Regions from separate parts of the Mus musculus genome. Here regions 1, 3, 4, 5, 6 and 7 are each linked to region 2. A link is a contact called in public ChIA-PET, HiCAR-type and HiChIP or PLAC-seq data. All regions are on one chromosome and are shown on one strand. The core of a region is the stretch at or near the end of the contact, and the rest is flanking DNA. Distances in the headings are between cores, read along the strand shown.

Region 1 (3,328 bases), core at 30-2,529, 820 kb after region 2:
CCGTTGAATTTAATAAAAAGAAGCCGCGCCTCTTTCCCAGTGTCAGGAAGTGTGTATTTGTTATACACAACAAAACGAGGAAGCCTCAAGGCCTAAACACTGGAGCCCCCAGAAGCAGCAAATACATTTAGAGACACTTACCAGTCTCTTCAGCCATAACCCAGCACAGGGGTCAAGGCCCCCCAATAAACTGAGCTCGCTTTGAGAGCCGCCTGACCCCGTCTCCAACCACCCTCTCTTTTTAAGATGTTGCAAGGTTCTACCTTTGCTCAGCAGAACTATTGGCACGGTGATGATGGTGACAAGCGCAGCGACACCAAGCAGTCCCAGAAGAACCTTCCACGGTGTCTGCAAGCAGGTCAGATTGCAAACAATTAGAGGGGAAGTCTTTGTTCCTCTCTGCGAAGAGGGTTGGGACTTAGGCCCCTTCAGAGGCAGAGGAGTTTGCAGGTGCACTAGTAGACCTGAGGGGTTTGGCGTTCACTCAGGCAGAAGCCCTTGAATTTTGGCCCTGAGCATGATCTTATGATCTTGTTGGCTTCTCTCCTCCCACCCACCCGTCTGATGCCAAATGAGAGTGCCGCGTGCGTTCCACGGGTGACCGTCCCCGACTTCCAAGGCTCAGTGCCTGGGTCCCAGTAGGACACGCCAGAGATCTAAGCCAGTTCCCGGGACGGACGTGCCTTCACCTGTGAGGGTGGCCCCGTGGCTTCCGCCTAATGGCAGCTCCTGGTTGCCTCCAGGAAAACTGGGGCAGTTTGGAGAGAATCTGTCTAAACACCACCCACAACCCGACCCTCTGGTCCAGGGAGGTGCGACGCGGGGTGCACTCACCTTCATGGTCGGGCGGCTCCTTGAAACTGAACTCTGAAGCTTGAGCGCAGGCAGAAGTCACTGCGCGCAGAGACGGACGTCCTGCGCGGCTGCTCTGCACGCAGTCACCCTGAGCTCGCCGCCAAGTTTCGGCCTGAGTTAAACATTAGTTAGCGCAAGGCGGGCTTCGGTGCACAGTGTGAGCGCGGGGCAGCCGACCCAGCGCGGTAGGACCACTAGGCGAGCCAGGAAGTAGCACGCAGGGCCCCCATGAGTGAGGGATAAGGGGAACAGCGAACCCCCTTTGCTAAAAGAGACATTGCACATTGAGGTTTAACTGTTGCTCCCTTGCGTGGATAATCGAGGCAGCTGAGGTTCAAGCAGGCATGGAGTTTGGCAGATTCACGGCTCACTGCAGAAACTAGCTGCCAGTTCTCTTGTCCCCTTCCCTGAGAGGTCTGTCAGTCTGAGAGAAGGGGTTGGGTGTCCCATGTTATCTGGCTGGCAAAGAAAGAGAAAAGGTGATTGTTCCCTTTTGAATGACACTTCAGGTTGGATATCTGTATTAATCCTCCCTGGGGAATGTTCACTTGCTTTGCCGGAGTCCCTCCCCCCGCAAAAAAGTAACCCTACCGCTTCTTAAGTGGGAAGTTACTTTAAGCATTGTTCTACTCGATTACTGTGTTATTTTATAGGGAGGAAGATTATGCACAACAACATCAAGTCATTCCATGAACTCACTCAGCCACGATGCTATGGAGTTAATACTGAAGCCACTGGACCTTAGTCTTTCATGTCTCCACAATTTGAGGAAGTATATTTCTTTATAAATAGACTAAGGCGCATGCACATGCGCTTGCACACACACACACACACACACACACACACACACACACACACACACACACACACGTCCTCTTAATTATGTATCCCAAGTGTCTGTTTCTACCTCCCTCTCCTACACCTGAAGAAGTTGAGTCAAGACTCAGTGGAGCCTTGAGCCAGAGCTGAAGAGCGCAGTCTAAAAGACCTATAGCGAACAGTATCAGAAGGCTCATCACTGTCCATTGCTGTCAGCCATTCCGGCTCTCAACAAAAGTAATAACCACACCAGCCATGGCCTTAACCTGGAAGCCTGCACCAAGGGTCATTGGATGCATCTACAGAACGGATCATCTTGTTCTCTGGGATTAATTCTTCCTTGTATACACAGTTATTTTCCCACGCTCTGCACATTTTGCGAGTTTTCATTGTACCCGCCTTTTGATGGTGTTTTAAATAAATCCCTAATGAGTCGGCTAGTCAATATATTAGCTACCACTTGAGTTGGCATAGATGCTCTAACCAATCATTTCTGTCCCCACACAGAATGTTCTGTTCCTTAGGGAGAGTTCCTGAGCAGGGCTTTGATATAGCAGCTCCCCCACAGGAGCTGTCATCTTCCTTTGCTAAAGAATGATGCTTCACCTTCCACTGTTCTTTGGTTAGAGGGGACTCTCCATAAAGCCACTGAAAGTGTTGAGGGAGAGACATTACCACAGTGGGAGAAGGCACGGCAGAATCCAGGTTCTCTGAATCTGTGCCCATGTTTGCCTAGTGGGATCTGGTGAGGCTTGTCTCTTCCACAAACACATGCCATTTCCATCTTAAAGTCCAATGTGTTTGCGTCTGCCAACTTCATCATTTGATGATTAGGTTAAACTTTGTTCGTTGTAGAGAACTCATTTGGGTAGTTAGTTGATGATATCTCTTAAAGTGAATCTTCTAAACAAGAATATATATTTAAGGCTCTAACTCCCAGATCTTCTCATTTGGAGATAGGTCCCCCTGGATGTTAAGTTATGACTATTGAACCCAATGTGATTCCTATCATTATAAAATGGTGAAGCAGAGACATACACAGAGGGAAAAATGGCATAAAAGACAGAGGGGTGAAGTGGGCTCTTACAAGCCAAGGAGGCCGAGCACAGGTATTTTTTTTTTCTCACAGTCCTCAGAAGGAACCTTTTGTGGAGGATGCCTTGAGTTCACACTCCTAGGTTCCAGAACTAGGGAGCAAATCACTATTTTTGTTTAACCACCCAGCTTGTGGTAACTAGTCACAGTAGCTCTAGTAAACTGATGGACTTGCGGTCTCGTGGTTGTGCCTTTACCCTCGTTTACAACCTGGGAGCAAGGTAGTTGCTGAAATTCAAAAAGAGAGCAGCCATTTGTCATCATAACCACTGTCAAGGAGGTCCCCGAGTTTTGTCATAATTAATTATAATAACAAATAGCCAAGACCTTGGTGGAAGGCATGGTGGCACATACACCTAATCTCAGGACTGTTGCAAGTCTGTGCATTCAATATCATAGTGAGTTCCAGGCCAGCCAGGGCTACCGAGTGAGACCAGGGCTGGAGACATGGCTCAAGGGTTAAGAGCACTTGTTGCTCTTTTGGAGGACCTGAGTTGAGTTCTTGGGAGTTCACAACTATCTATAACTCCATTCCTAGTGGACACAGTATCCTCTTCAG
Region 2 (3,105 bases), core at 580-3,079:
AGTTCAAGGCCAGCCTGGTTACATAGAAATTTCCTGGCTATCTAGACCTGTTTAAAAAACAACTAATATAAGCATATGCAAAGAAAGGCCATGTGCCCTTAAAGAAAACACTTCCTCTCCCAGAAGTCATCAGTTAAATCAATCAAGACACAATTGCCTGTTAGAACAACCAAAATCTAGAATACTAAAAACACTGAATGAGGACTGGCACAGACAGAAACTTTCCTTCATTACTGCGCTAACAAAATAGATACACACTTACCATCTTTCATATTCTTTGCATCTGCCTTAAGGAGTTGATAATTTATTTTTTCCTCATGAAAATTAGAACATTGTTCTTGCTAGCAGTTTTTTCCACCTCAGCACTGAGGATGAAGATGAGGAACATGCTGGAAGTTTCTAGACCTTTCTCTCAATTTACTTTGCATCTAACCCTGCTCTAGAGAAAACAAGTCATTTTGTTTTATTTTAATATGAGCAGTGCTGTGTCACAATTAACTTGATGACTTAGTGGGAAAAAGTGTTTACTTGATCTAAATGTTATAGGTGGGAAGTTCTGCTTGTTAAAATTTTGAGTAATATTTTATAATATTTTTTAAAGAATCATATAATGTGTTTGTTCTATTTTTCCTTTAGAAATATATTATAATGCATATATGTCTGGGTGAGGGTATAGGATCCCCTGGAACCAGAGTTACAGACAGTTGTGAACTGCCATGTGTGTGCTGGGAATTAAACGGGGGTCTTCTGGAAGAGCAATCATGTGTTTAACCTCTGAGCCATCTTTCCAGCCCCACAATGTTCTGACCATATCCCCCTCAACTCCTCCTAGATCCATCCCCTCTCCCAACCTTATGACCTCCACCTCCCACCCCAAGTGACCACAAAGTCCAGTTTGTGCTGCCTGTATAAATTCAGACATAGTATCATCTACTGAAGCATGAGACACACCCTAAATAAAACTGGCCTCCTCCCCTCAAGTCCACCCACTGCCCTTAGCTCCTCACAGATACTGGTTTGACATATGGGCTTGTGAACCCCACCCACCACTGTGGTAGCAGGTTGATTGGTTGGATCTTGCTTAGGTTTTCTGTGAGCAACCGCAGCTGATGAAAGTTTTTTAATAGTTTTAAACGATGGTTTGAATTTTAAAATTTGCCCCAAATATTCAAGCTAACGGTTAGAACCAGACAAGTGTTTGAATCTTTGAACTAAAGAGAAAATGGGGCAGCCAGAACCCAACTCTCTTGTTCTAACACGGAAAAGATGTTTTTCTCACTGCGTCCATCTGAAATTTCTCTCTCAGCTATCATTCAAGCATGTCTGGATAAAATAATGAGAAACTTTTAATCCCCGAGAAATTTACTAGAAATTGAATTTTTTTTAGCAAGTATATCCATTGGAAAGTATTACTAGTGGGAGGAAACACCGAGTGTATATGTAATATTTCTCAAGTTGTGGACTTTAACTCAATTATATTCGCATAAGGATCTGGTGAAAACTGTAATTTCCTGGGCCTTCCCCTACCTGCTCTAAACAGGAATTTCACAATATATCAAGTTTTTCTGAGTGGTTCTCTAACCTACATATAAGGTAATATTAGAAGTAGTTATTTACTGTTTGCTCAAAATTCTAGCTAAGACACTGAAGTGACCTTTAAACAAATGACTTATGTTTAGGGTTCTCTTACTGTCAGATGCTATTTCCTGTATGGCCCCGGGCCTCCAAGGAGCTTGGCGGGGCGGGGCTTTGTGGGCGGGGCTTTCCTGCAGAGGCGGGACGTGGGGCGGGGCTGGCCCTGAGGATGGAAGGTGAAGCGTTAATGACTCAGAGCGCAGTCGCTGCCCTCTGAACTGGAACGGAAAGCTACTTCCGGTTGCAGTCATTCTGCCGGGCACCGGCGACCTGTGGCGTGAGCGAGCACAGCCGGAACCCTCCACTGTGAGTAAAAGCGGAGACAGGGAGTCTGGGTCGGCCGAGCCCGGGGACGCAGGGCTGGGGTGTGTGAGCGGGTGTGGGATGCGCTGCGCTGCACCGAAGTCTCCTCCGAGAAGTAGAGCTGCGGCCCCAGCGAGTTTACAGCGCGATTTTGAGCGAGAGAAAGCGCGGGTCCCTGTCCCCGAGCTGACCCTGTGGGGCTTTCCCGGCCCGTGACCTCAGCTCCGCGACGACAGTCCCCCACCCGTCGCGGCAGGGTGACTGCCGCTCTCCTCGCTGCTTCCCGGGGCTGGAAACGAGCGCGGCACGGCCTGCGGTGTTGGGGCGCCGGGGATCCCGGAGTCCTCGACTTCGCAGAAGCCGGTCGCCCCGGCGGTTATGCCCTCGAACACTTAATAGACTCTTTGTGTCTATCCCGGGAGTTGCACAATTCCCTTCTCTGCTTTCCTGTGGAGTGTCATCATAGTCTTGTCAATGAGAAGTTGGGTAACTTCCCCCTAGGAGTCCCGGAGAGAATGGGTGGCCAAGGCTCAAAGAGCAGAAGTAGCCATCCTCCTTCCCTGGTCACCCAGTCATTAGGTAGAGTCTCCACCGTCGTGTAAACTGAGTGGCAACGAGTTATACACCAAAAACAAGCAAGCAAGCAAACAAACGAGAAGAAAAAGAGCAATGCTTGTCCTGAAATCCGATCAAGGGGGAAGATGCTCGCTGTACCCCCAGAGGACTTAGGCTCTCTCACTATTAGGCTGGCTGTACAAAGCAGCCTTCTTGGGTGTCTTTTTCTCTCGCAGAAACTTTTGAGAAGTTAACATGAAGAAGAAACGATAAGCTAGAAAGTGAAGAGAGGTGGAGTAACACCCCGCCGTTTGCCCAGTAACAGAAAGACAAGCACCACCTTCTTGCGAAAAGCCATATTGTCCCCTTTGAGAGGGGCCGTGAACCCCTCAAATGATAAAGGAGAAAATGAAACCACCCCGCTAAAGCGTTTTCAATCATGTAAGACAAAGCCTTCCACATCTCTTAAAGGCGCCTACTCACGTTGTTTTGCTCCCCTATGGAAATGAGATCATTGCTTACTCTGTACACCCTCTTCTCTTGGCGTTGGTCACTTTTCCCAAGTTTGGATTTTTATGTCGTTTTTTTTTTCTTCCTTCCTTCCTTTCTTCT
Region 3 (3,098 bases), core at 6-2,505, 800 kb after region 2:
AAACACTTTGCCCCTTCTTAGAATTGGAAACAAAACACCCATGGAAGGAGTTACAGAGACAAAGTTTGGAGCTGAGACAAAAGGATGGACCATCTAGAGACTGCCACACCCGGATATCCATCCCATAATCAGCCTCCAAATGCTGACACCATTGCATACGCCAGCAAGATTTTTCTGAAAGGACCCTGATATAGCTGTCTCTTGTGAGGTTTTATTACTTAATGTAAGATGTTATCACATAAGTATTACAAAAAAAAATTCCTTTACACAAAGTAAAGTTATTCATTCACTTCACTCCAGAGACAAATCACAAAGAGCCTAACATCTTTCTCCACACTCTCAAACATTTTCATGTGCATGGAAACACCTAACCACAGCACCTGCCACATCACAAGCAGGCCAGTAAAAGCTGCCCTTTGTGTTACTCTTTTCAAAGCCCATGGGAAAGTAATTCTCTTATAGAAACTGTCCTTTCCAACGAAGTTTTTAACAGTAGTTCCTTTTGAGCTAACCTGATAATATCCGACTTTTGAACCTTCTCCTTCCATAGATAAAACTGCTACATTCTCCTTGTTAGCTCACAGACGTTGTTTAATCCAATAGCTGACTGTGAGCATCCACTTCTGTGTTTGCCAGGCACCAGCATAGCCTAACAAACACTTTGCCCCTTTTTAGAACTGGGAACAAAACACCCATGGAAGGAGTTACAGAGACAGTTTGGAGCTGATAATTTTAATTGATAATTAATTAAAATTAATAATCGAGTCCAGATTCCTTGGGATTACCTAGTATCCAGTGGGCCATTATTCCCTTCCTGCGCCCCTCTTAGCACCCCTCTGGCACTGCTCAGCCTGTTCTCACATCAGCACATAGCTTTTCTAAGCTCCTCATCTGTGCCTCACTCTGGTTCCCTTCAGCTTATGACATTCTTGGGGATCTACACGCAGATCAAGGAAGATGACTCACGGCGCGTATACACCCGCAGGGCCTACACCAGCCCTGCCTTGTGTAAGGTTCACTTAGGTGCTCAGGAAGCTGAATGCAAACCACTTTTTATCTGTTCACAAACAGTCCCAGAGTCTGGCCACACTAGAGCAAGTCGAACAACAACTACTCCCTGTGGGTTGGTTTTTGGGTTTTTTTTTTTTTTTTTTAGTTTTGTTTTTTATCTTGCCGTTTGATGAGCAGGACACATTGGAAGACAGTTTGGAAACATCTAGATAAGCGAGTTCTGTGAGATTCGAGTGCCAAGTCCAGGTTTTGACCTTTATCAGCTTCACAGTTTGCTGGCAAGGTACACCCTTCCGACTCTTACAGGACGTGCTCATGTTCCTGTTTCTCCTTCCTCGTCTTCTTGCTCCTTGACAGGGCACTGCTGCAGCAACAGATGCAGGTCCTTGGCTGCTGCTATGGTTTTCGTGGTGCGACCCGGGACACGCCGTTCACTTGACTTATTGATTTAAAGCCTTGTGCCAGCCAAGGAAAGCAGTTGATCATGTGGTACCCATCAGCTCATAAACAAATGCAATCTCTTGAATTTAGAATCTTAGGGAAGACATTAGCTGTATTCTGCTTTATTTCCTTGGCTTAAAGAACTAAGATGAGCCATGTAAAAATGACATTTGTCAATCATAAACATCAGAAGAGCAGCATTCAAAATGGTTCAGCCTAGTAATGAAGTCTCACCAAAGGCTATGGTATAATGAATCCTAGCTTCAAGGTCAGAATTACTTATAAATCAATTGTAACCCCAGGATAACAAAATCAAAATAAGAGAGACTACAGTCTTCCAGAGTAGTCTTGATTTTGACCAATGTCACCATGTGTGTTAACTATTTTTTCAATAAAAAATATGTTCATTCATCATTAATGTTTTAACTCTTAAACTCTGATTTATAACATTTCTACTTTCCAAAGATAAACTGCTTTGGAAATTAAATAGCTAATGAAATACTTCTAGAAAGAAATATGTTTCTTAAGGCTCACAAATGCATGAAGTTGTTTAAGAAAAAAACAGGAAAAAGAGGTATTTGGTTGTAGTTTGTGGATGCCATATGGCAACCAGTCAACATTCCACACTAATTCTTGTCTCTACAAAGAGTACAAAGAAATAAAACAGGTGTTACTGCAGAATTCACTTTTGTAAAATAGCAGTCTTGGCAGACAAAGAAAAAATATTCAATAAGGAGGAAGTAACAATTAACGGACAGGCTTCATGGCCCCTGAGACTGGATCACACAGCCACTTCCTATCTCTGCCGAATCACAAAACACAAGAAGGGAGTCGCAGGTGGCACTGAAAGCCAAGGGCCTAGTTGTGAGCACAGACTTGCCTATTGCATTTGGCTTTGGGGAACTACTGAATAACTTGCTATTGTTCAGATCTAACTCATTGCAGTAGTTTTAAGAGGTGCAGGCTTGGAGAGAGGTGATTAAGTACTGGAGGTTCTATTCTCAGGATTGATTAGCAACTTGTGAAATGGGTGGGGGCAATGAGTGTACCCCACCATGGACCACCACGTGAGGATGCTGCTGATAGAAGATGTCATCAGGGAAGCAATCTCTTACATAATGCTGAGCTAGCTGGTTCCTTGACCTTGGCTTTCCCAGGTTCTAGAACTATGAGAAATAACTTCCTGTCCCTTATAATTACCCAGCCTTAGATATTTTGTCCTAGCAGCATAAAATGGCCAGCCCAGAAATTGGTATTGGACAAGTGAAGAGTTGCTAAGCAACACTGGAAGTGGATAATGGATAGAGCCTGGAACTGTGTGGAAGCAACTGTCAAAATGTGCTTCATACCTTTTCTGTGAATGTAGCACTACAACCAATGTTAGTGAGGGGGTCCAAGGAGTAGGACTCCAGAGAAAGGTTTAGTCTTCTTTGAAATTATCCCAAGTGATCATGTTAAGAATGGTGGGAGAGAAAAGGATGGCACAGACTGCACGAATGAAGTTCTATAGAGAAATGAGGACCATCTTTTTGAAAATTAGAGGAAAGGCCATCCTTTCTTAGTATGGCAAAGAACTTGTGCCTATGCTCTAAGGCTTTCTGGAAAGGACAATACAGGAACTATGATCTTAACTTGGTGTAAGAAAT
Region 4 (3,444 bases), core at 572-3,071, 800 kb before region 2:
AGAAATTAACAAACCCTCCCCGTGCTTGTGGAATGGTTCCTGAAATGCGAGAGAGGGACTTGGCAGAAAGAGTAGACATCTGTTTTCTCTTGTACTGAATAGGTTCACCCACCAGCAGATCGCCGCTGACGGGTGGGTGACTGCCGACTGCTCAGAGCATGGTGGGCCTCTTGGTGACGGGAACCGATTTCCTGCTCATTTGCCTGCTTATTTGTTGAGAAAAGTGTGCAAGCCTGCCACCCCTGATGTTCTGCTGACCCCCAGCCAACCTCAGGAGGTGACAGAGAAAGGCCTGTAGAAAGCCACTCTTATCACAGGTATCACCCTCAAAGCCGTGCCTTACATCTTTTAAGCCAGTTATCTGTGTGTCTTTTAATAGAATCTGATTTCTCTTTTTTCTTTCAGAGGTAGTCTCTCATCTTTGTAGGCCAGGCTAGACTGGAACTTAGTATGGAGCTCAGAACAGAATGGCCTTAAACTATAGCAATTCTCCTGCCTCAACTTCCCACACACTGGGACTTCAGCATAGCCATCACCACAGCTGGCTTCCAATCTGGGTCTTTTGAGAAGAAGACACACATTTAAACCATGTTTCCCACACCGAGGCTTTCCAGGAGGCCCGGGGCCGTTTCTGTCTGTGAGGCTTCATCCAGGTACTGCTCCACACAGAACTTCTAAGCATTTCCGTCCGAGTTCCCAGTCTCTGTCCAACCTTGGAATAAAACTTTTCTCTTAATTAGCTATTTTTAAAATCAATAAGAGCAAGCACTTCATGGCCACCACATGGCAGTACTGAGCAAGGCTGTGGAGTTAAGAGAATCAGCTACCTCAGTGTTGTCAGTTTACAGCTGTGTGTCTATGGGCTCCTCATACACCTGCCTACCCCAGAACCCAGTGTTATCAGCAACATCTCATCTCTGCCACCCCACCCCTGTGTCACTGCTTCAAATCACACAAGAGGGAAAGCCTTTAACTGTGTGGCCTTTTAATACCCTGCAGCATCCCCAACTCATTCGCAAGAACAGAATGGAGAGTGACTGGTCCCTGATAACACAACCACACAGCCAGACTTAAACTTCCTTCATAAAAAATCCCTCTCCCCAAAAGACATACTCAAGGCAATCCTTGACTGCATCAGCCTAAGAGAATCAAGTCCGGATACTCAAACCCACGATGTGATGGTTAGAAGAACAAGAGAGCTGCTGGCATTAAGACGTTAATTTGTAACCTTAAAAATAAAGGAAAAAGAAGAAACCAGGTACTGAAATCTATATGCTGCAGAACGATGGCACACAGCAAGCATCCCTGAACCTGTGCACTGGCCTTCCTCACAGATGATGGGGAAACACGTCCCTCAGCTAGCTCACAGAATAAAGCTGTGCAGTCCTTGAGTGGGGCTGGCATTCAAAGTGCATCACTGATATGACCTAGATTGTCAACCCACACTCAATCCTCTTTTGAATAAGCGAATGGTAATGATTTCTTCCAGAGATTATTTAAAATACTATGCTACTTAGGTGCTAGAATGTATGTAGGGGACTACCCTATAAAGGCCTTGGCATTGTGGATAAAACAGGCTCCTTCCTAACTCAGTTTCAACAATGCGTGTTGGTGCTCCCAGGATCCACAGGAAGAAACCAGACAACCTAGAGAAAGCCTGCAAGAATCTGGCTGTGAATTGGATTAGGATGTGCGCATCCCGCTCTTCTCTGTCTAAAAGAAACAGAAGCTGAGAATGCCATTCACTTGGAGAGAAACGCAGCCATGTTCTGAGCCTCCACATGTGGTCTGCTACCCTCTTGTTACCAGCCAAGCAACAGGGCTGTCAGTGGACCTACACAAAGCTTGATCTGAATCCCACCAGCTTGCTGTATACAATGGGTCTATGTGTGACTCAAAAGCCGAACAATGGGAAAGGAGCAAGCTGATTGAAAGGGCCTACCAGAATGGCTGGGAAGTAATTACTCTCTTCCCGATGGCTGGCAGAGGCAGATGGAAGCTAGGACTCACTGGAAGCTGGCTTGGCAATATACTGAATAATCCTAGCACTCATGAGCCAGAGGGGGAAGAATTTTGGATTGAAAGCCACCCTGGGCTATGTGTAAGATCACTCAAATACCCCAAAGAAGCAGCCACACAGAGTGATCCTAGTGTGAATTAGATTCCCTGTGGAAGGCTGCCTAGGAGGCAGGGAGAGAGTTCATCAGAGCAAGGCTGATGGTTAGCTTCGGGGGTGGATAGTAGATTAGGTAGAGAGCTCAGAAAAACTCCCAAGAGTACTGTATGAGAAAGAGCATCAATGTGTTACTACCCAGGAAAGAAGTCAACACCAGACTAACCAGACTAGGTTAGTGACAGGCCAATAAACCTTCCCAACTATGAAGGGGTTTAAAAAACACAGCTAAGGAGCTGAGAGAGACTGGGTAGAAACACATAAACGCGGGAAGGGAAACTTCACCATTGTGGCTTGATACTCAGGATTTCTGTGAAATAAGCGTATATATTTAAATTATAAGCACTATACATCATATATTAATAATCTCTTTTTGAAAATCAGGTATTTAGCTCCAAAATGTTAATCAAATGTTAAAATATTTTTGCGTTATTTTAGTAAGAAAGATTATAATACATTATACACTAATGACAACCCCCCCCCCCTCAACCAATCTTCTAAAATGTAATTAGATTGAGCTACAATGAAACTAAGCCCATTCATCACATGTCGGACTATAGATGCATATAATTAATGATTGTTGGGATGGAAACCTTCACAATGCTGCTTCCAGATCACCAAACTGTCGGCAAAGTTGCCAGCAACTAATTGCAATGGAGGCTGTGTTGCCCTTTCCCTTAGAGCCAGCAGCAGCCAACACTCATGGACTTGTAGGGCTCTGGGCAGTTTGTGGTATGTCTATGTATGCCCCCACATTACACTGCTTCTGAACACAGTAAGGCTTTCCCCCTAATAGACCCTTATTTAAATATCACATCGAATGAGGCTGGGCAACATGAATACAGAGGAATGGCTGTAAACATACTGAAAGAGATGCTAGGTTTTATGGTGTGAAAAATCAAGGGACAGGACTTTCTGAAATGGGAGTAACTGCAGAAGCCATGGGAACTGTGTCCTGGATATCATCTAAAGAGAAAGGGGGAGATTTGCAGAGTGACTCAGGATGGAGAGGGAAGGGCAGCATTGTGGTTTTCTGGGTAAGGTCTGCTTGTCCATGTCTAGTCACGTACTGACTGCAGGGCCAGAGTAAATGTGCTACAAATCAGAAAGCAGAGCAGGATCCCTGTCATCACACTTGCTTACTCTATCCTCGTTTTCAGCATCAAACTGGACATTGCTCAGAGGATGAGGCCATCGTCTGACGACCAGGATGCCTTCTACTTTCCGTTTCTATTTTCCTAAATTTCTACTCTGGAGGTGAAGAATACCCA
Region 5 (3,434 bases), core at 785-3,284, 850 kb before region 2:
CTGGAGTTGGAGGCTGCTGGGATAAAGCAATGAGTGGGAGAGAGAAGTTAGAAGGGAAAGATCTGTGTGATCCACTGCAGATCGAGGCAGGATGTTGGAAGAGACAGCAGAGCTGGGAGCAAAGCTGGAGGATTGGGTCTGGAGTCGAAGGAGAGGCAGTAAAGATCAGCAGTCGGCCTCCTTGCTTCCCTGGCAGGAGGCAAGTCTTTTGAATATGGGTGTTCTTATTTAGACATGAAATATTTTCTAAAAATGGTTCAAGTATTAAAGGCTTGGCTGCTGATGCAAGCAGTAGGCAGAGAGCTTTGCCTGCCCCAGTGGATCAATCTATCAGCAAATTCAAACTTGAATAAACTATTAGGAGATGGCAGACCCTGGAAAATGCAGGCTGGGTTCAGAAAGCTCCCTGGAGATGTCTCTGGGCTTCACCTTGCCCTGGCTCCTTCTTATTTATTACTGCTTCTCTCTGCCTTTTGCATAACATAAGATTCTTCAGTTTTATCTTGGGTCAGTAACAATAGCACTAAAAGCCTATGAGCTAAGGATGCTGAATCAGGGAGCCTGCCTTAGGGTTTTACTGCTATGAACAGACACCATGATGAAGGCAACAGGTTACAGGTTCAGAGGTTCTGTCCATTATCATCAAGGTGGGAGCATGGTAGTAGCATCCAGGCAGGCATGGTGCAGGAGGAACTAAGACTTCGAAAGACTTGTCTTACAGGCAGCTAGGACAAGGGTCTTTTTTTCCCCTTAAAGATGTATTTATTTATTATATACAAGTACACTGTAGCTGTCTTCAGACACACCAGAAGAGGGCATCAGATCTCATTACAGATGGTTGTGAGCCATCATGTGCTTGCTGGGATTTGAACTCAGGACCTTTGGAAAAGCAATCAGTGCTCTTAACCACTGAGAATCTCTCTAGCCCTAGGATAAGGGTCTTAAAGCTCACACCTACAGTGACAATCTACCTCCAAAAAGGCCACACCTACTCCAACAAGGCCACACCTTCAAATAGTGCCACTCCTTGGGCTAAGCATATTCAAACCACCACAGAGCCTAAATAAATCTTTACTCCTCAAACTACTACTCTGAGGTATTTGGTCCCCATCTGAGTCCATTTCCTGAGTATCTTGGCCGACAATTCCATGTTACAGTCTACCACAGTGGCTGGGGCTTGAGTCTGCAGTCAAGAAGCAAAAAGTTGAATGTGTGTTTACTACCCAGTTTCCTTTTTCCACTTACAGTCTAGGATCCCCTGCTTAGGAAATGATCCCACCTACAATTAAGAAGGGTCTTCCCACATCAATGAACATAATCAAGATAATCCCTCAGACATTCTCAGAGGCTAACTTTAATCTAGATAATCTCTCGCAGGTGTGCCTGGAGACTGATCTCCCAGGGAAGTCTAGAGTCTGATGAATTGACAATTAACAGGAACCATCACACAGTAACCAAAGAGCTAACTAATAGAGGTACCATTGTTTCAGAAACAAATGTGCACAGTGGTGAAGAAAAAACAATTTTCTATCCTTCCCTTTGAGGCGTGAGAATATAGAACAGTGGCAAAGTGCTAGCCTAGCATGCCCAAGGCTGTGGGTTCAACACCCAGTTCTATATAAATAAATAGACAAGCAAGATAGCCTTCTTCTAACCGTTTTCTCCATTTTATTTTTCACTGCAGGTATAATGTCATCATTCCTGGGGCAGAACCTCTGTTTCTGCAGAACTAAGTGCTTGGTTGTATATTCTAAAAATATCACAGATTCAAAAAGTCTGAAGGGTTTTACTCAGTAATATGGGGATGTGGTGCTTCCCTGGTGGGCTGGTCTGTTTTCTTTTGTCAGGGAACTCACATTTAGGGACAGCATAGGCAGCTTGTAAAAGGATCAAAATGAATGTCTGTGTCCCTGCAAGTAACACCAGATGTGGTAAGTGACGTCACTTGAATAAATGCAACTGCCAAGGCTGGGCCCAGTTCAGAGAAACCAACACTGACAGGAAACAACAGGGAGCCTGCGGCCCTCCTCAAATCTGAAGGGGAAAAGGGAAGAGCCCACAATGCATGAGGAAACTATGGCCAGTAGATGTGGCCGTGGTTACAGTTACTGTCTTAGCCATTTGGATTTCCAAAGCATGATGGCTTAAGTAATGGAGAGACTTACTTTCCTGAAGTTCTGCAGATCAAGGCTCAGGCAGGTTGGTTTCTTCTGAGGATTCTTTCAATATTGTCTTTACCCTGTGCCTTTGTGCAGTCTCCCACTGTGCTCTGTCTCTGGGCCCACATTTCCCAGTATTATATGGCCTCTGGCTACCTTACAGGATGGCCACGCCTATTGATTTTATTCTCACTCACTTGCCTATCTCCGGATGTCATAACATCCTGAAATAGCGGGGGCTAAGTACGCTTTTGGATGCAGCAATGTTCTGAGACACTAGGGATTCTGTTTCTGCTCGCGATCACATTCTCAGGCACCGGTGATTAGGTCCTATTTCCTGCTGCAGCCATATTCTGAGGTTCTGGCTATTAAATTCAGCATAGGAATGGGGTGAGGTATAGTTTAGTCCCTGACAGGGACACCTCTAATCTGTGGTCTACAGGGAGGGAGCCTGAACAATTGTATCTTAACGGATCATTCTCTTTCTTCTACTCAAATGGAAGACCAGAGGCAGTCTGGTTGTCTGATGGCGCTGTGAAAGTCAGCCTTCTGGGATGCAGAGAAAAAGGTACTTTGTAGAAGTACATAATGCGCATAGCATACAAGGTGGCTGCATTAGTTCCCTTTCTTGTAGAGACCAAAACAACTGAAGGAGAAGCTTATTTGGGTCACTGGTTGAGGGTTGACTACCAACACAGTGGGAAAGTCACGGTAGCAGAAGCCCGAGGTGTGTGGAGCAGGTGTGAAGCAGAGTCGTGGGTGTGGCTGTCCAGCCACCTTATTCCTCTCCCCTCCCATTCGGTCCTTTCAATGTAGCCTGTGGGATGCTCACATGCAGAGTGTGTTAACATTTATAATACGCACTCAAACAAATGCTCTGAATGGGTCTCAGTCAAGTTGAAGATGAAGCATCGTGGGCCAACATGGCTGAACTTACAAGGCATTTAGAAGTGTTATGAGGTATAGACATAGAAAGCGGGGGAACAGAATGCTCTGTGTGGGGTGATTGGCTCTGTGGGCTCTATAGTGTGAATATGGCAGGTAGCACCAACTCTGAGGAGAATCAGAGGAAGGTCAGGGGAAAATGTGCCTCCTATGGGTTAGGCAGTTTTTAAATCTTTCTTTTGGAGCATAGCTTCTAGAGTGTTCCCTGTTCATCCTTCTTAGCCAAGCATGTGCTGCATGACTCTGCAACACCCTGACCATAGGCTGAGGATCACAAGCAACATCCCAGAAGTCACAAATCCGGCTCCATAATGAAGAACCCGAATAGAA
Region 6 (3,437 bases), core at 145-2,644, 740 kb after region 2:
TATTAATAAAATCTAGATTATTATATAATGGGGTTTAGATTGATGAATTCACAACGGGTAATTTCTGTTTATGTTTTCACACTGACAGGAACATGTCACCTCTGTCCCTTGATCTAGAACTTTGCAGGTGGATACTGCTGCACATGGTGAAAGTGCTGTATTCTAAAATAGGATTATAGCCAGAAACCTACAGGCTTACTTACCAGCAGTGCTTGCAATGGAAGAATAGGACTTGAGACTTACTTAAGGTGGAGTGAATCCGTGGGGGGGCCTGGGAAGTGGCATCAAGCTCATGAATATCTAATCCCACCCTTATTTGATAGGTAGTTTCCATTTCTGCCACGTTTGCAATTCATGCTGTGGCTCACCTGTCCAGAATAATTTTATCTAGCACTCTGGTCTGAAACTGCATTTAAATGTGTGAAGTCCATTTTAAAAATGCAGTTGTGTTATAAATAATTGAAACAAAACGTAGTATTTTCTAAGTTATCCAAACATTGCTAAGTCAAGTTCAATATCAGAATGTATGTTTTCTATTATATCACCCCCCCACAAGAAGAGACCAGAGACAAAACAATACAGAAAACCCTGGAAAGACAAGTCAACCAAAACGACTCTGCTGATAGTGTTCTGTCCCATGCTGTGAGCCTCACATGCTCCCCTAGATTAAATTATATTATGAATTCCATAGTATTTAAATGACCAAATTATTGTTAATTGATTTCTCCAAAGCTATGTGATAAGTGTGAAAATAGACATTTCAGGGGGTATTAGAGAAACCCCTATGAATCATTTAAGTTTAAACAGTTTTATGTATCTAATTTTTTTTAAAAAAAAGCTGAACTCTTTCCATGTTTACAAGACAGTCTTGGATGTCTAACAAGTTAAACAAGAACCTTTGAACAAATGTGTCCATATGTCAATGCGGTGTAAGTTTGATTCAAGACATAACCCATTACCTCTGAAAAATGGAAGCATATTTACTAAATGACCAGGCAAAGTTCCAGTGTGTAGAATAGAAATAATAACACAAAACATTCTCATTTAATTTTCCATTAAAAAGCTAATGAAGTTAAAATATTTTAATTAAAATGCTCAAAGAAATGAAGTAGGAAAAACTAATGCAAGTATTCCTTCATGTTAGAATTTGTGACACAAATATTTTCAACTTTTAACAGGGCAAGTCGATATGTTCCAAGCTGCCTCTTTTCACTAGGAGACATCGGTAATTTTCAAAAGCACATTTACAATGCTTTCCCATCACCCTTGCTGTGTTTTTGTAGCACCTATAGCCATAACTGGCACCTGGGGCCCTTACATTGCTGGCAGCGTCCCTTGCATTTCTTTGGAGTCTATTCAACTGCTGTGGTTTTACTTAGAAGTCAGTGCTTTGCATATATGATTTCCTGAGACTGTTTGAATAGTCTTTCTCAGAAAACTGTGCCAGTCTGGCAGTGAACAGCTCTTCTCGAGGCGAGCTGACAGTAGCCTGGTTGGTTTGTATGCTTGGACCTGGGTTTCTAGCCATACTCCCTGCTCCCTCTTCTCTTGTTGCTGCCCTAATGACATCATTACCCACATCTTGTCACCCACTTAAATAAGGGAAACGAGATTTGGACCAGTCTAGTAAGGAAAAAAAAAATTGAAATTCTGCTCAGGAAATCTATGCATAGCTCTTGCAAAAATAATTTATATTTGTTGTTTCAGCAGCTGATGTGGAAATGATTTTAAATGATAAACAAAACAGAGGGGAAAATCCAAATTGCTCTAAGGTAGTAATCTGTTCTGGGGACAGGCATCCTTAGTTAGGATTGCAGGTGTAAAACTGGAGAAAGCAGCCTGAAATGTCTCAATGCAACATTATTAAGATCTTCATCTTAACAGTGCACTTTTGAGATAATGAGAACAAATGTGGTCTTAAATAAGCTATGGAGAGCTATGCTGTGCTAGTGTAAGGAGAAGCACTGCTGGAGGAAATGGCTCATGTGGGAATAGATGTGCTGGTGAGCTGTGCTGCTAGCGATCCCGTGGTCTTCATCCGTGTACCACTGCAGAGAGAGAGAGCGCTCAGGATTAGGAGGTCCTCGGTCTTTAGAAGGGAAAATTCAAATGAGCTCTTGCACGGTGTAAAAACAACGGGAATGGTTTATAAGCCTAAGTGTGATCAGAGAGGGCGTCTAGTTCTCCACCAGAGCTGTTCAAGACATGTTCCGTCCTGAAGAAATCACTGGTCCTCTTTTTTGGGGGGTGCTGAGAAAATCCACTATGCATTTGTGTTTACCGCAGAAGACTTTAAACATGGGTATATTCTAATTAAAATACCCAAGTCAACCTTTAAATGTGACTCAAAGGTCACTTAAAAACTACACTCTGAATGGGAAGGTTTATACCAGCAGGCATACTATTTTAATAGGTGCCAGCAAGGGCCAAATCTCTCTACACTTGAGTATGTATTAAAATAAATAGATTTTAAGGACAATTTTCTAATATAAGCATCTAATGGCTGGAAAAATCAATTTTAATATTAAAGTCTTATATCTGTAACATAAGTGAAGCCAAAAGACAAATGTTTTATTTACCAACATTTAAATTTTACACTGGAAATTAAGAACTCTGTATATCTGACATTTATGTCAGGCAGGTACATATTCCTGAGACATAAGTTAATTTTAATCATGCCTCAAGTATTATATAACTTTGCTTTAAACATGGAAAAAACAAACCTCAACTTCTTCTGAGAATCTGGTCCAAAATATATGGCAGGTTTTCTCAGTACAAAATAAAAAATCCACTCTTACATAGGTGGGCACTATTGAAGCGGAGCACACAGCTAATTATGTGTCAGAAGTGGAGGGACACTATTTTCTAGCCAAAACAGTTAAGAAAGTTGTGTTGTTTTATAGCATTGTATTATTAGTGCAAGATGCACATATATATATATATATATATATATATATATATATATATATATATATATATATATATGTATGTATGTATAAAGTCTGATGAAGAATTCTAATGAAGAAGATGAGTTAGACTAAATACCCAAAACCTCCTCTATACAGGCAAACCCAGCCCCAGCCATTTCTGACTTTATAAACAAGCCTAATTGTTTGCTGCCTGCAGTTGTTCAACAAAAGATAATGTAGCGACTGCAAGAGCTGAAGCATGCTAACTATTAATACCCCACTGTTGTTAGGATGGCTAGTAATCATAATAACAGAATGGATTTTACATTTCAGCTATTATCATGCTGGTTTCACTTTAGAATTACTCTGCCACACATTTACAGAATAAGTGATTACTTTCGAATCAAAACAGGGAGAGACTGAACCATCACAGGAATAGAAGAATGGTGTTTTGACACTCCCAGGATATGTAATACTGTGTTTCTCAACCTCAAACTGTCTAATATTTACTCTGTGTATGACTCAAGG
Region 7 (3,178 bases), core at 421-2,920, 870 kb after region 2:
GAACGACTGGAGACTCCATCTTTTCTCCCAGCCTCCAGGTAGGAGCTACACACATCTGTGACCATCGCCACACTGATTGTCTGCATCCGTCCCCATCAAACAAACCAAAGGTCCTACATTCACACGGAGAAAACTTACAAAGCAGCCCTTCCGGTTCAGAGAACAAGTTCACCCTGCCCCTAAGGTGCCTGCAGCAATAGTTCCCTGCTGTAATGAACGCCTTCTCCCCGAAAAAGTCTCCGTGGACCATTGTTAGTCCCCTTCGCTGGAATTTGGGGTCTGCCAGTGAGATAATGGGACCAGTGTATTCCTGGCTTGTCATTGGCTGAAGCTTAAGATGTAGAAGCTTCAGGTGGTCACCTGAAGGGTCTGAATAACAAGGGGAGGCAGGGGGATGAAGTCCAAGGAGCAGTGATCAGAAGAGAAGGAAGAGTACCCTAACTAGATGCTGTTGCCCTGCTCAGCCTTATTGGGTTCTCCTTGATGTCTCAACACCTGCCTAGTGACCCCTTCATTTTGGTGAATCGTATGCAAATGCTTTTCTGTCTTTTGGTTCAGAAGTGTATTCTATCACTCAGCAGCCATATTTCTTCTATGCTGTGTCTGAGTTCTTTTGCATGACCTGTGAGAGCTCTCGTGACCTCTCGGTTTCCCTCACTTCTGGGTCTTTCCTTCTCCCCAACTGGCCTTTTACCCTTCTCTCTACACCGTAAGCACTAGCTGTATACAAATTTCACTTCGTGGGGTTTACCAGCCACTCTTCAGGCTATCCTGAGTGCTCCAGAAAACGTTTTATTATCTTTCCTCCCCAGCTTCGTTTTAACCTTCAGACACAAGTCCAAGTCCCTTAGGTCTCTCAGACTTGGATCGTTTTCTTGGCATCATCCCATCGATTATTCTGCATCCTGTTACTGCTTTGCTGACTCTGCGTCAAAAAAAAAAAAAAAAAAAAAAAAAATGGCCTCTTCCTTTGGAAGAGACTAAGCTCTTTGACGGATGGATGGTATTTGTCTCCCTGTGGCTTTGTACTGAACCTAGGCTATAGTAAGCACTACATATATGCCCAAAGAACTGACGAGACGTGTCTGTTAAGTGAAAACAAGTAAGGCTCAAGTTTGCTCTAAAACGTTTCCTGGGAAGGGCTGTGTCTAATTGACCTCGTTTCTCCTTCAGCTGGAGTTTGTAAATCCCCCACCACCACCACCACCACCACCGTTTTATGAGAGCTGTTGTTTCAGGTTTCAAAATGAGACTCCCCTTTTCAACGTGACTCTTACTTAAGTCAAAGCTGAATGCACACAATCGGTCTAAAGATTATCTCTATTTTGTGGACATGGGTGGTCCAGACACCCACAAGGAGATAAATAAATGTTTGAGGTGGGTCCTTCAATGATTTTTTTTCAATGGATGCCAATTTGGCAAGCTTGCCTGGGCCCTACCAGTGTGAGGAACCATGATTTTGGTATGATGTTGGGGAATTTGTGGCTCCCATCTGCTGGTTATCTCGCAAAATGTAGAGCTGAGAAAAATCACATACTGATTAAATCATAGAATCCCACACTTGGAAGGGACTTCATGAGATGATCGGGCCCGCCTCCTGAAGGTCAATGCATAAATCATCTTGTGCAGATGGCTGTTTATCCTATTTTTAAAGCTCTTTAAGGATGGAAATTACACAGCTTCTCTTGGTAGTCTGATCTTCATGGTCAAGAACTTCCCTTTTAAAAAGCCCCAGCTTCTCCCTGCAGTTTGGCTCACTTCCTCTTTTTGTCAGCTCGCTGCGAATGTGCACATGATCAGCGTCCCCTGCTAATTATCCCTGGCCCACTTCTCACACCCTTGCAACTAATTATTAAGAGCTATGCTGTTTCCCCTCCTAAGCGACACAGTCACAATGCCTTTAATTTTCAGGAGACTTATTTCCCCCATCCTATTATTTTTTTGTAATTTATTTATTTATTTATTTATTTTTGCCGTACCACCATCCTGTGGAAAACTGATAATTGCGCTTGTGCTCATGTCCAGATCAGTTGTCAATGGACAGCGAAGCCCCCTCACCTTGCTGTTTAGACTGCAACCTTTCCTTTTTGTTTCTCAAGTAGATTTTGTTCTGCAATAAATCTCAAGCTGTTTACTGTCAACCTGCTACATGGGGGAATCCCTCTTATTTATGTTGGTTCCTTTCTCAGAAATGCGTGTCCTGACCTCCAGGAAGTGAATATACTCAAACGGATTTGGCAATTGTGGTGAGGAAACTTGAGTTGAGGAGACAATACTGAATTATCCAGGTGAGCCCAGCATAGACACAAGAATGAAGATAATATAGAGGCAGGAGGATCTGGGTCAGAGACAAAGGGTGGGAGCAGATGTTGGGGTGATAGGTTTAAAGACGGACCGGGGCCACAAACCAAGGACTGGCGCCTCTTCACAGCTGGACAAATCGTGGCCAAATCGTCTACTGTTGAGTAGAGGGGGGAGGGAAGGGAGAGACAGAGGGGGCGGGGTTGGCTGGCTTATTCTTACAGTTTTTTCTCTTTCAGTACACATGGACGGACCCACCCAAGGTTCTGGCCGCATATATGGCAGAAGATGGCCTTGTTGGACATCAGTAAGATGAGAGGCCCTTGGGCTGAGGGGGTTCGATGCCCCAGTGTAGGGGAGTGCTAGGGTGGGAAGGTGGGAGTGGGTGGGTGGATGGGAAAGCACCCTTATAGAGGCAGGAGGAGGGTGGATAGGGTAGAGGGAAGACCTGGAAAGGGAATAACATTTGAAATGTAAATAAAGAAAATATCCAATAAAAGAAAAAAATAATAAAAGTGGTCAACAAATCAAAAAAAAAAAAAAAGGAAAACCTAAAATAAAAAAATAAAAAAGAAATTAGGGTTCAATGGCATACTAGGCAAATGCTCTCTCCCTGAGTTCCATCATTAGGTATCTTCTTACCTTTTGAGATAGGGTCTTAAAGTTGCCCAGGCTGGCCTCAAATTCATTCCTAACTGATGCTGCTCTTGAGTTTATAATCCTCTTTCCTCAGCCTCCCTTTTTATAGCTGGGATTATAGGCTTGCACTTCTAGGTCTGGCTTGATACTGGCTTCTGATTTGGAGGATTATAAGGGGATAAATTTGAAAGGACAAAGGTGTTGGAAATCTGTTAGCAACACAGAAAGAAACAGTGTC

What was found. ChIA-PET counts read pairs in DNA pulled down with a chosen protein or histone mark. HiCAR-type assays count read pairs that join an accessible place to other places. HiChIP or PLAC-seq counts read pairs in DNA pulled down with a chosen protein or histone mark.
Region 1: an RNA polymerase II ChIA-PET map of memory CD8 T cells shows a contact between it and region 2, with 35 read pairs. The contact joins the promoter of Dpp4 here to the promoter of Tank in region 2. A contact is called at or near these places in 9 of 39 promoter capture datasets (the C10 cell line, the HPC-7 cell line, cranial neural crest and 5 more), 2 of 484 Hi-C or Micro-C datasets (B cells and embryonic stem cells), 6 of 115 datasets of contacts at active chromatin or transcription factors (the 230-238 cell line, T-cell acute lymphoblastic leukemia, embryonic stem cells and 2 more) and 1 of 9 other capture datasets (embryonic stem cells).
Region 3: an H3K27ac HiChIP or PLAC-seq map of thymic regulatory T cells shows a contact between it and region 2, with 7 times the contacts expected there. The contact joins the enhancer-like site here to the promoter of Tank in region 2. A contact is called at or near these places in 8 of 39 promoter capture datasets (the C10 cell line, the HPC-7 cell line, embryonic stem cells and 4 more), 1 of 484 Hi-C or Micro-C datasets (CD8 T cells), 6 of 115 datasets of contacts at active chromatin or transcription factors (the 230-238 cell line, effector CD8 T cells, large pre-B cells and 3 more) and 2 of 9 other capture datasets (embryonic stem cells and liver).
Region 4: a HiCAR-type map of astrocytes shows a contact between it and region 2, with 2.9 times the contacts expected there. The contact joins the enhancer-like site here to the promoter of Tank in region 2. A contact is called at or near these places in 2 of 39 promoter capture datasets (the 3T3-L1 cell line and liver), 2 of 115 datasets of contacts at active chromatin or transcription factors (astrocytes and embryonic stem cells) and 1 of 9 other capture datasets (macrophages).
Region 5: an H3K27ac HiChIP or PLAC-seq map of acute myeloid leukemia shows a contact between it and region 2, with 6 times the contacts expected there. The contact joins the enhancer-like site here to the promoter of Tank in region 2. A contact is called at or near these places in 4 of 39 promoter capture datasets (the 3T3-L1 cell line, cranial neural crest, hippocampal neurons and 1 more), 8 of 115 datasets of contacts at active chromatin or transcription factors (the 230-238 cell line, acute myeloid leukemia, bone marrow-derived macrophages and 5 more) and 1 of 9 other capture datasets (liver).
Region 6: a contact with region 2 is called in an H3K4me3 HiChIP or PLAC-seq map of the 230-238 cell line, with 4 times the contacts expected there. The contact joins the enhancer-like site here to the promoter of Tank in region 2. A contact is called at or near these places in 2 of 39 promoter capture datasets (hippocampal neurons and pre-B cells) and 5 of 115 datasets of contacts at active chromatin or transcription factors (the 230-238 cell line, embryonic stem cells, large pre-B cells and 1 more).
Region 7: a contact with region 2 is called in an H3K4me3 HiChIP or PLAC-seq map of the 230-238 cell line, with 16 times the contacts expected there. The contact joins the enhancer-like site here to the promoter of Tank in region 2. A contact is called at or near these places in 5 of 39 promoter capture datasets (the C10 cell line, the HPC-7 cell line, hippocampal neurons and 2 more), 1 of 484 Hi-C or Micro-C datasets (pre-B cells), 5 of 115 datasets of contacts at active chromatin or transcription factors (the 230-238 cell line, extraembryonic endoderm stem cells, large pre-B cells and 2 more) and 1 of 9 other capture datasets (adipose tissue).

Annotation. Positions count from the first base shown.
Region 1 is chr2:62,410,952-62,414,279 of GRCm38.p6, forward strand. It overlaps Dpp4 (dipeptidylpeptidase 4), which reads right to left and starts at 1,280. Exons shown (of 26, transcript NM_010074.3): 1 at 835-1,280; 2 at 264-348. The coding sequence starts at 840.
Region 2 is chr2:61,591,268-61,594,372 of GRCm38.p6, forward strand. It overlaps Tank (TRAF family member-associated Nf-kappa B activator), which reads left to right and starts at 1,830. Exons shown (of 8, transcript NM_001164072.1): 1 at 1,830-1,941.
Region 3 is chr2:62,390,051-62,393,148 of GRCm38.p6, forward strand. The region is part of intron 2 of Dpp4 (dipeptidylpeptidase 4); the gene reads right to left. Among named protein-coding and RNA genes, the nearest start is that of Dpp4, 21 kb to the right of the region's middle. Within about 2 kb of position 1,256, at least 111 of the 459 cell types and tissues checked have an H3K27ac peak or open chromatin away from gene starts, as enhancers often do. A contact at or near this core is called in the 230-238 cell line, CD8 T cells, the HPC-7 cell line and 6 more, where this site is marked.
Region 4 is chr2:60,786,495-60,789,938 of GRCm38.p6, forward strand. The region is part of intron 4 of Rbms1 (RNA binding motif, single stranded interacting protein 1); the gene reads right to left. Among named protein-coding and RNA genes, the nearest start is that of Rbms1, 93 kb to the right of the region's middle. RefSeq lists an enhancer at 1-1,069. Within about 2 kb of position 1,822, at least 38 of the 459 cell types and tissues checked have an H3K27ac peak or open chromatin away from gene starts, as enhancers often do. A contact at or near this core is called in astrocytes, where this site is marked.
Region 5 is chr2:60,737,592-60,741,025 of GRCm38.p6, forward strand. No RefSeq gene overlaps it. Among named protein-coding and RNA genes, the nearest start is that of Gm33436, 47 kb to the left of the region's middle. Within about 2 kb of position 2,035, at least 31 of the 459 cell types and tissues checked have an H3K27ac peak or open chromatin away from gene starts, as enhancers often do. A contact at or near this core is called in acute myeloid leukemia, where this site is marked.
Region 6 is chr2:62,330,672-62,334,108 of GRCm38.p6, forward strand. Dpp4 (dipeptidylpeptidase 4) reads right to left here. Exons shown (of 26, transcript NM_010074.3): 26 at 1-2,048. The coding sequence ends at 1,947. Among named protein-coding and RNA genes, the nearest start is that of Dpp4, 80 kb to the right of the region's middle. Within about 2 kb of position 1,395, at least 33 of the 459 cell types and tissues checked have an H3K27ac peak or open chromatin away from gene starts, as enhancers often do. A contact at or near this core is called in the 230-238 cell line and pro-B cells, where this site is marked.
Region 7 is chr2:62,458,816-62,461,993 of GRCm38.p6, forward strand. It overlaps Gm13561 (a long non-coding RNA gene), which reads left to right. Exons shown (of 4, transcript XR_001783319.2): 2 at 2,190-2,288; 3 at 2,541-2,608. Among named protein-coding and RNA genes, the nearest start is that of Gm13561, 5.3 kb to the left of the region's middle. Within about 2 kb of position 1,671, at least 80 of the 459 cell types and tissues checked have an H3K27ac peak or open chromatin away from gene starts, as enhancers often do. A contact at or near this core is called in the 230-238 cell line, the HPC-7 cell line, adipose tissue and 3 more, where this site is marked.